Regions from separate parts of the Hordeum vulgare genome. Here region 1 is linked to region 2. A link is a contact called in public Hi-C data. All regions are on one chromosome and are shown on one strand. The core of a region is the stretch at or near the end of the contact, and the rest is flanking DNA. Distances in the headings are between cores, read along the strand shown.

What was found. A called contact is a pair of places that touch in the nucleus more often than the background predicts.
Region 1: a Hi-C map of seedling shows a contact between it and region 2, with 2.4 times the contacts expected there. The contact joins the promoter of LOC123426981 here to the promoter of LOC123428592 in region 2. A contact is called at or near these places in 3 of 6 Hi-C or Micro-C datasets (leaf and seedling).

What each region holds. Positions count from the first base shown.
Region 1 is chr2H:522,070,294-522,074,128 of MorexV3_pseudomolecules_assembly, reverse strand. It overlaps LOC123426981 (glycerophosphodiester phosphodiesterase GDPDL4-like), which reads right to left and starts at 2,182. Exons shown (of 9, transcript XM_045110904.1): 1 at 1,728-2,182; 2 at 949-1,242; 3 at 693-808; 4 at 113-611. The coding sequence starts at 1,827.
Region 2 is chr2H:521,810,000-521,813,867 of MorexV3_pseudomolecules_assembly, reverse strand. It overlaps LOC123428592 (fasciclin-like arabinogalactan protein 7), which reads left to right and starts at 1,796. Exons shown (of 2, transcript XM_045112815.1): 1 at 1,796-2,059; 2 at 2,152-2,628. The coding sequence starts at 1,796. The coding sequence ends at 2,628. It overlaps LOC123430410 (fasciclin-like arabinogalactan protein 7), which reads left to right and starts at 552. Exons shown (of 1, transcript XM_045114278.1): 1 at 552-1,535. The coding sequence starts at 619. The coding sequence ends at 1,386.

The sequences.
Region 1 (3,835 bases), core at 933-3,432, 260 kb before region 2:
AAGTAGATGATACCATCATATGTGTCGCAAGTGCATGAATTTTATTGAGAAATAAACATTTTCGAGGGAATAAACATGAATCATTGTCAAATATGGCAGGAAAAAAACTCACCAATGGCTTCTGAAGGCGTGACAGGGAAATCAGTCAATATGCCATCAACAGAAAATGCACCATTATCAATGAACGATAGAGATTCAGCTAACGGATCGTAGCTATGGTTGTAACTGAGCGCAAAGTCGTTGGCAAAATCAGCAGCATAAATTTCCAGCCCCACTTTATGAGCATCATCGACGATCGAAGTGTACATTTGCAGATAATTATCTGGTGAAACAGGCCAGACGTACTTCTTCGGGACAAGTATCCCAGATGCAAATGTCTTGATAAATGTAAGATTTTTCAACATGGAACCATATGTGTCTTTGGTAGATGGTTCAAGAGTGGCCTCGTCAAGAAAGCGGAACACGAGCTTTGTGTTGTTGCTAATCCTTCCACTAATGCTGGTGAGGAAGCTTGCTTCAGGCGATGAGATGTAGTCAACGATGACACGTCTAGACACAGAAAGGATGTATTTCCTCATGCTCATATTGAACTGGCTGTAGAAATCGTCATGCTGCAAAATGGCTCATTTTCAGCAACGGCACAATGTCCTGCAACATATTCTACTGCATGCAGACGGCACTGTTAACTGTACCTGGATATTGAGCCACATTCCAGGAGGCTTAAACTTGGACGCCACATCTTCGACAGCGAGCAATGGAAAGAAGCTTGGATCAAACCTAGGCGTGCGAGAGAAGATTGCTTGCTTCACTGTTCAACATATATACCACAGTGAGTTCTAATCATAGAGAGGTCAAACAAGAAGAGAGGCATGTCCCCTTCCTCATCACACTAACAAGCACTACAAGATCCAATCTTAAGTAACATTATGACAGCATGGTAGCACTTACAAGACACTTGCGATAGCTCGGTGCCGTTGTAGTCCACGGAGAACCACCCCGTTGTCGATACGCCATTGACAAGGTAGCTCTTCTTACCCTTAGGATAGAAATCTGGAATGTTGGTGCAGTTGTCCATCTTAATGTCTGGTAGGCAGACGCCAAGGCCATCCTTTGTGAGCCGGACATCACAGTACAGGACTGTATCGGGCGAGCTCGCAATCATCGCGAACTGGTAAGCGAATTCGCTAGAGTCGGGGAATAAGCCTGAAAATCCACCCTTGGCTATGATCGCCGGAGCATTGCCTGAAACATCAAGCCTGTTTATTTAGTCTTGGAAGGACCAGATGATAAACCATAAGAGTTGTCATCAGAGATATGTGAGGAGCTGCTCAAGCACATATAGTATTAGTAATGTACTGCTTGATCTCCAGAAGCTGCTGCCATGCATGTGCTAGTAACAAACATGTCTGCTAGCTGAAAACAGCAACTGTACGTTACCCCAAAAGGCTAATTTGGTCGGTCCCCATCTTCCAATCCATCACCCTTGAGGCACTGCTAAAAGCCTAAAATGAGTGGAAAGATGAAGTAGCTAACCGATCCAGCCCAAAATGCTCAAATACGCTACTGCCACCACCTTCCAATCCAAAAGCCGAGCGGAACCACAGTATGCAGCAAAGGAGTAAAATGTCCAGCCCAAAATGGTGGAAAAATTCTAAAATTTCAGGCTAAACTCTCCTGTGTAAACAATGGACACGGATCAAAGAGAGGGTGGCCGGAGAATGTTATACCGCTGAGCGTCTTCCAAGGAGAGTCACCCTGCGCAGTGGCCACGCCCAGCCAGAGCAACACGACGGACGCGACAACGTAGCAGACGCGGCCGCTCCCCATTGCCTCGCCGCCGGCGAACAGCACCCTGACGGGACGGCTGGCCTCAAGCAGCTGCCCGGGAACAGCGCTCCAAGAACGGCACCGCTACCCTGTCCCTGGTACGACGCAGCCAGAACCAAGGAGTCCTCGGGAACAATGCGAGGCAATTGCCGTGCTGGATTTAAGCCCCGGCCCGGAGGGAGAGAGAGAGAATGGAATGGAGATTGGAGATGGGGCCTGCTGAGCTGTGTTTATGCTGGGGAGGGGAGAGGAATGGTAGATGAGAGGAGAGGAGAGGGGAAGAGGCAGGGCAGGAGGTGGCAGCGAAGGGAAGGTGGTGGTGGTGGTCAAATAATGAGGACTAGTAGTGCTGCTGCTGCCTGCCTCTCCGGCACGGCCCGGCCCCCATTGATGCCTCTCCTCAGGACTGTGCTTGTTCTTTACCATTTATCTTTGTCACTTATTATCGGAGCAGCTGCGATCCCAGTCAGGACTAGTCGGGTAATTATAGTTTTTGTACTGGCACTGTCATGGTGAATTGAGAGCTAGTGCAACCACCCTCCTTTTCGCCACGATCACACATTTTTATCTACAAAAACTACAGTACGTACTACTGCTGTACACATCATTAGTAAAAACATGCACATGACACTGTTTCCACTTGCCTGTTAGTAGTAGTACATTTTTTACCGTGAGATGAGACGGCGGCAGTAGCAGTTTGGTCACCGAGATGTGTGTACTAGCACTGACACATCTCACCGGCGCCTCGACCTGACTGACACCCTGGTCCCCGCAGAATAATGGCGCATCTGCAGCGTGATTACAGCGGTCATCCGTGCTAGTGGTACCAGTACGCTGTACGCTGTACGCCGACGAGTCGATCCCGCGATCCGGCCGCCCCCACACGTCACTGAGAGAGACAGACGCGCGGTTGTTTGGCTTACTGGCACGCACGTCCTCGGATTCCGGACGCCGCGTGCGGCTGTCGAGCGGCCGAGCCGGACCTGGAAATCCCACACCCACCCGTCCCGCCGCTCCTGGCTTGGCATGGTCGGGTTCGGACCTGGGAGCCGTGTGTCGTCCACGTCGTGGCCCACGATTTTTAGGCAAAATCGTGTGTGTAGTTTTGCCCTTCAGGTGGTCGCGGGCACGTCGTAGGTGCGAGAGGCGCCGAATCAATCAATAATTGTTCTCTCGTGAGCCCAACTCCAGCGCGCCACCTTACCTGTCCCTTGGCGTCCGTTTTCTGTTCGTTTTTAATCCATTTCCAACCCAAACTTGATTCGATTTTAAGATAAAATGGACAACGCATGGATGGCACGTGGGCGGGCGGGACGCGCGCGTTTGTCCTCCCCAGACCCGTCCACCGGTGGCACAAAGCAGCACGACCTTCGCGCCCCCACGCCTCATTCCATTTCATTTTCTCCCAAAACCCTCCCACGCCCCATCCTCCCCCCCCCCCCCCGCCCGCTACCCTCCCGCCATGACCGATCCCCCGCCGAATTTCGGCGACCCGGCCGTCGTCCCGGCCACCAAGGCGAAGAAGAAGAAGGCGCCCAAGGGTACGAAAAAGCCGCGGTCGAAACTCACGTCGCAGGAGATCGCAAAGCTGGACGCGGAATCGGCCAAGAGGCGGCGGGCAGAGGCAAAGAGGAAGGACGCCGCGGCCGCGTACGCCAGCGAGCGTGCCGCGTTGGAGGCCGCGCGGCAGAAGGCTGATGCTCAAGAGAAGGAGGCCATCGTCATCAAAGTGCACGCCCTCCTCGTGATGGGGTTGTGTCGTCCGATGAGCTTCGCGGCTGCGCCCGTCGGACCAGCGAGCACAGGCCCGTCGGTCGTCTGGCCTCCGCAGTGCCCCTGCCCGACGTCGTCGACCACGCCATTGCCGCCCGGTTTCCCTCCGCCAAGGTGCCAAGCCTAGACCCGTGTGTCGGGGTTGTCGAAAGTCAGCGTGATCGCGCCGTCATCGACCTCAATGTCACGTCGTGGTCCTGCAGCGGCGGCCGCCCGTCCATGGAGATGCAAAGAA
Region 2 (3,868 bases), core at 547-3,046:
CATCCCGTCGGTGCCCCCATTTTATTACTCCTCGGTCTTGATCTATCTCTAGATAATCCAAATTGTACTAATTTATTTCAGAAAAGCGCACTATTGAAACAGTCTGCTATTAGAGCGTCTGTCCTCTCTTTCAATCAATCAAAATAAATAAAATAAATTAGAGCAGCGGTGGCGTGGAACGTCAGGCGTGTAAATCGCACGGCAACTGAAGCGCTAAACACACGTGCTCGACTATGCCTGAAGGTTTTGACATCACTGTAAAATCACAGCCCGATAAAACATTCCTGAAGGTCTAACTTTCCTGAAGCCAAAGCCGATCCTGTTTGTTCCAACGTACAGTATCTGCTAAGTTCCTGCAGATCAGAAGATCAAAAGCATTCCCGAACCATATCACCGTGTTCAGATCTTCAGTTGACCACTCAACATCGACAGCATAGCTAACACCCAGCGGAGCGCCAACCCCGGCCCGCACTTCCAGACTATATTTTTACACCATCCATCGAAGTCCCATGTGCTATAAATACGTCTCGCCTTCGTGGAGATTCACCACAGCCTCGATCGATCAGGTGCAATTCTTTAGCAAGTCCTGCAACACACACGACCTCCAGTTTTGCAGAAATGGAGCTCAAGGCGGCTGCTCTCGTCAGCGCATTGCTTTGCCTGGCGCTCTCCCGCGGCGCGCTGTCCCAGAGGGCACGGGCGCCGATCGTCGAGACCCCGGCGCCGGCGCCGGCCCCGCGCCACGTCGAGCTCGCCGAGCTGCTCTCCCTAGCCGGGCCTTACGGAAAGTTCCTGGAGTACCTCACCAAGACCGACGTGATCAAGACGTTTCAGAGCCAGGCCAACGACACCAAGCAGGGCATCACCGTGTTCGCGCCTCAAGACTCGGCGTTCGCCGCCCTCAACGAGACCGTGCTGTCCAACCTCACCGCCGACCAGCTCCGGTCGCTCATGCTGCACCACGCCATGCCCAGGTACTACCAGCTCTCGGCCTTCTCCGCGCTGGCGGCGGCGAGCCCGGTGTCCATGTTCGCGTACAAGGTTAACGTCACCTACGCCGCCGGCACGATCGGCGTCGTGTCGGGCTGGGCCACCGCCAAGCTCGCCAGCAGCGTGTACTCGACGTCGCCCGTCGCGGTGTACGCGCTCAACAGGGTGCTGCTGCCCAAGGAGATCTTCCCGGCCGCTCCGGAGATGGCGCCCGTGCCTGCGCCGGCGCCGGCGCCGGGACGTGGGGGCAAGGCGATGGCCGACGCGCCGGGCGCCAGCGAGCGTGCTGCCAGTGACAATGCGGGCGCCAAGAGTTCGTCGTGCCGGGTCGTCGGCGCAGGGAGCCTTGTGCTTGGCTACGTGGTTCTGGTGGTCTCCGGGTTTTTGATGGTGTAGTCTGATAATTCTGTACATGCATTGGCACGAACCATGATTTTTTTTTTATTCCCTTCCGGAAAGTGTTACCAAATTCGTTTATTCCGCCGAAATGGTGTACAACATAATGTAAACGGTGCACATCGTAATGTATGCACTGCTTGTATGTATATTGTAGAATTACTTATCGTAAACATGAGAGATTGAGAGCCAACTTTATTTGTGCACGTGAATGAACGCCATTCCGTTTTCGGGTACGTTCTGAAGAACCTCTCTTGCATCACTCGTTTGACACCGTCCTTCATCGATCCTCTTAACCGCCTCGAAACTAGGAAGCTGGCCAGAGTTCTCAGCTCTGCACAAAATACGGACATCAGTCCCTCTACGGGCAGTTCAGCTCAGGCCACGTCTTCACTGCGGCAGTTGAACGATGGAGTTGGCGGTTGCGCTCCTCGCCGCCGCGCTGTCCCTAACCGTCCCGCTCGCCGGCGCACACCGCCCGCTCGCCGATGAGGTGGGCGCCCGCGCCCACCTTACCGAGATCCTAACGCCAGACCGGCCCTTCCAGACCTTCTTGAGGTACCTACAGCAGACCAACCTCGTCGAGGTGTTCGAGAAGCAGGCCTACCGGACCCACCACGGCATCACCCTCTTCGCCCCCGCCGACAGGGCCTTCGCCGCCGTCCACCCGTCGGTAACTTGATTTTTCATCACACAACAAGTCAAGAACCATCATACGTACCATCGTCTCGATCTGATAGGATGGGATGTTGACAACCGTTGCAGGTGCTGTCGGGTCTGAAGAAGCACCAGCTCAAGAACCTGATGATGTACCACGCGCTGGCCAAGCACTACGCGCTCAAGGAGTTCGACGGCCTGAGCCGGGTCAGCCAGGTGACGACGTTCGCCGGCGGGATGTACACGGTGAACGTGACGTGCGACCCGGGGGCCATCCGAGTGCAGTCGAGGTGGGCCGCCGCCAAGATCCTCGGCACCGTGTACGGGGTCGCGCCCATGGCGGTGTACGAGATCGACAGGGTGCTGCTCCCGGAGGCGATCTTCCGCGTGCAGCCCCCCGTCGAGGCGGCCCTCCCTGACGCAGAGCCCGCGGCGAGCGCGCCCGGCGCCAAGGGTGGCAACGCGACGACGACGCCTGGTGATAAGGCGGAAGGGGAGAGGTCTGCGTGCAGAGCAGCGGGTCGGCTCGACAGCTACGTGGCCGCCATGGCTCTGTGCGCCGCGTCGCTGGTGGCGGCATTGTGAAGTGTGCTACTGGCCAATACATGCAGGATAGTACGTACAAGCCATTGGGTGGATGCAGTGAATTGCTCTACTGATCGAGATTAGGATTTAGGATAGGTCAGGACTTAGGAGTTACATTACACGATGATATTGTGACGTTTTCGGAGTGTGAATGTGTGATAACGGCGGAATTTCAAAGTTTCAACCAGGGATCTTCCTGAATTCCATTATCTCGGCTGCTTGGAATTCATATATCAATTACCTAACCACCGGGTAAGGGCTCTGCCGACGCGCCAGGCGATTCCACGCCGGAATTTCAAAGTTTCAACCAGGAAACATTCCAACAATTCGAGTAATGGATGCTACTCCCTCCGTCCAGATGTATAGAGCATGCGCATAGTTCTAGATCGTTAATTTAACTACTTAAATATGCAGTATATATAATAAATAATATATCATTAGATTCATGCGAGAATGTAGTTTCTAAATATGTAATTTGTATAGCATATAATATATATTTAACTACTAGGAAAAGGGCCCGTGCGTTGCAACAGAAGAAAATAATAACACACGTTCTTAATTTTTTAAAAGAAAAAGGTTTATAATCTGACTATTTGTAGCTACGTCTCTAACAAAGATCATCTTATACTATAAAAATGCAGTTCAAGATCCATGGATTTTTTAAACACGGCTTGCATGTTGATTTAATACGTACAAAGAAACGGGTAAGTGATCCTCAATTTTTATCTTCAATCCTAATTTTGCTGAGATGTTCATCCACAATCCGGATCAATACCGGTATGAAAGAAAGAGAGATAATGCATTATTGATTAGGATTGCATCCAAGATAGTACTTTTTTTAATGGTTAACGGGTAAAATAACATCATATTCATATTCTACATAGTTTTCTAATTAAATTTCATATATAAAATGTTAAATTTAAAGTTACAATTTAGAAGATATGAGTGTTTTTAAAAACATTTGATATGTATTGCGGGTTTAATGTCAACAACATGAGGGGGTTTTCTATGAGCCAGCCAGTGCACGCCACACTTGTTATTGTGTAACACAATGGGATTTTTAAAACTCTAGCAACTAATCTCGTCGATCACAAACTACTCCCAACCCCTAGGCATATAAACACTTCTCAAGAACTAAGTAAAACCTAAACCTAAAAGACTTAACCGCTCAAATTCTAAAGATATTTAGATCAATCTTATGGAGAACTACTAAAATAGACCACATGACAGTATGAAAATA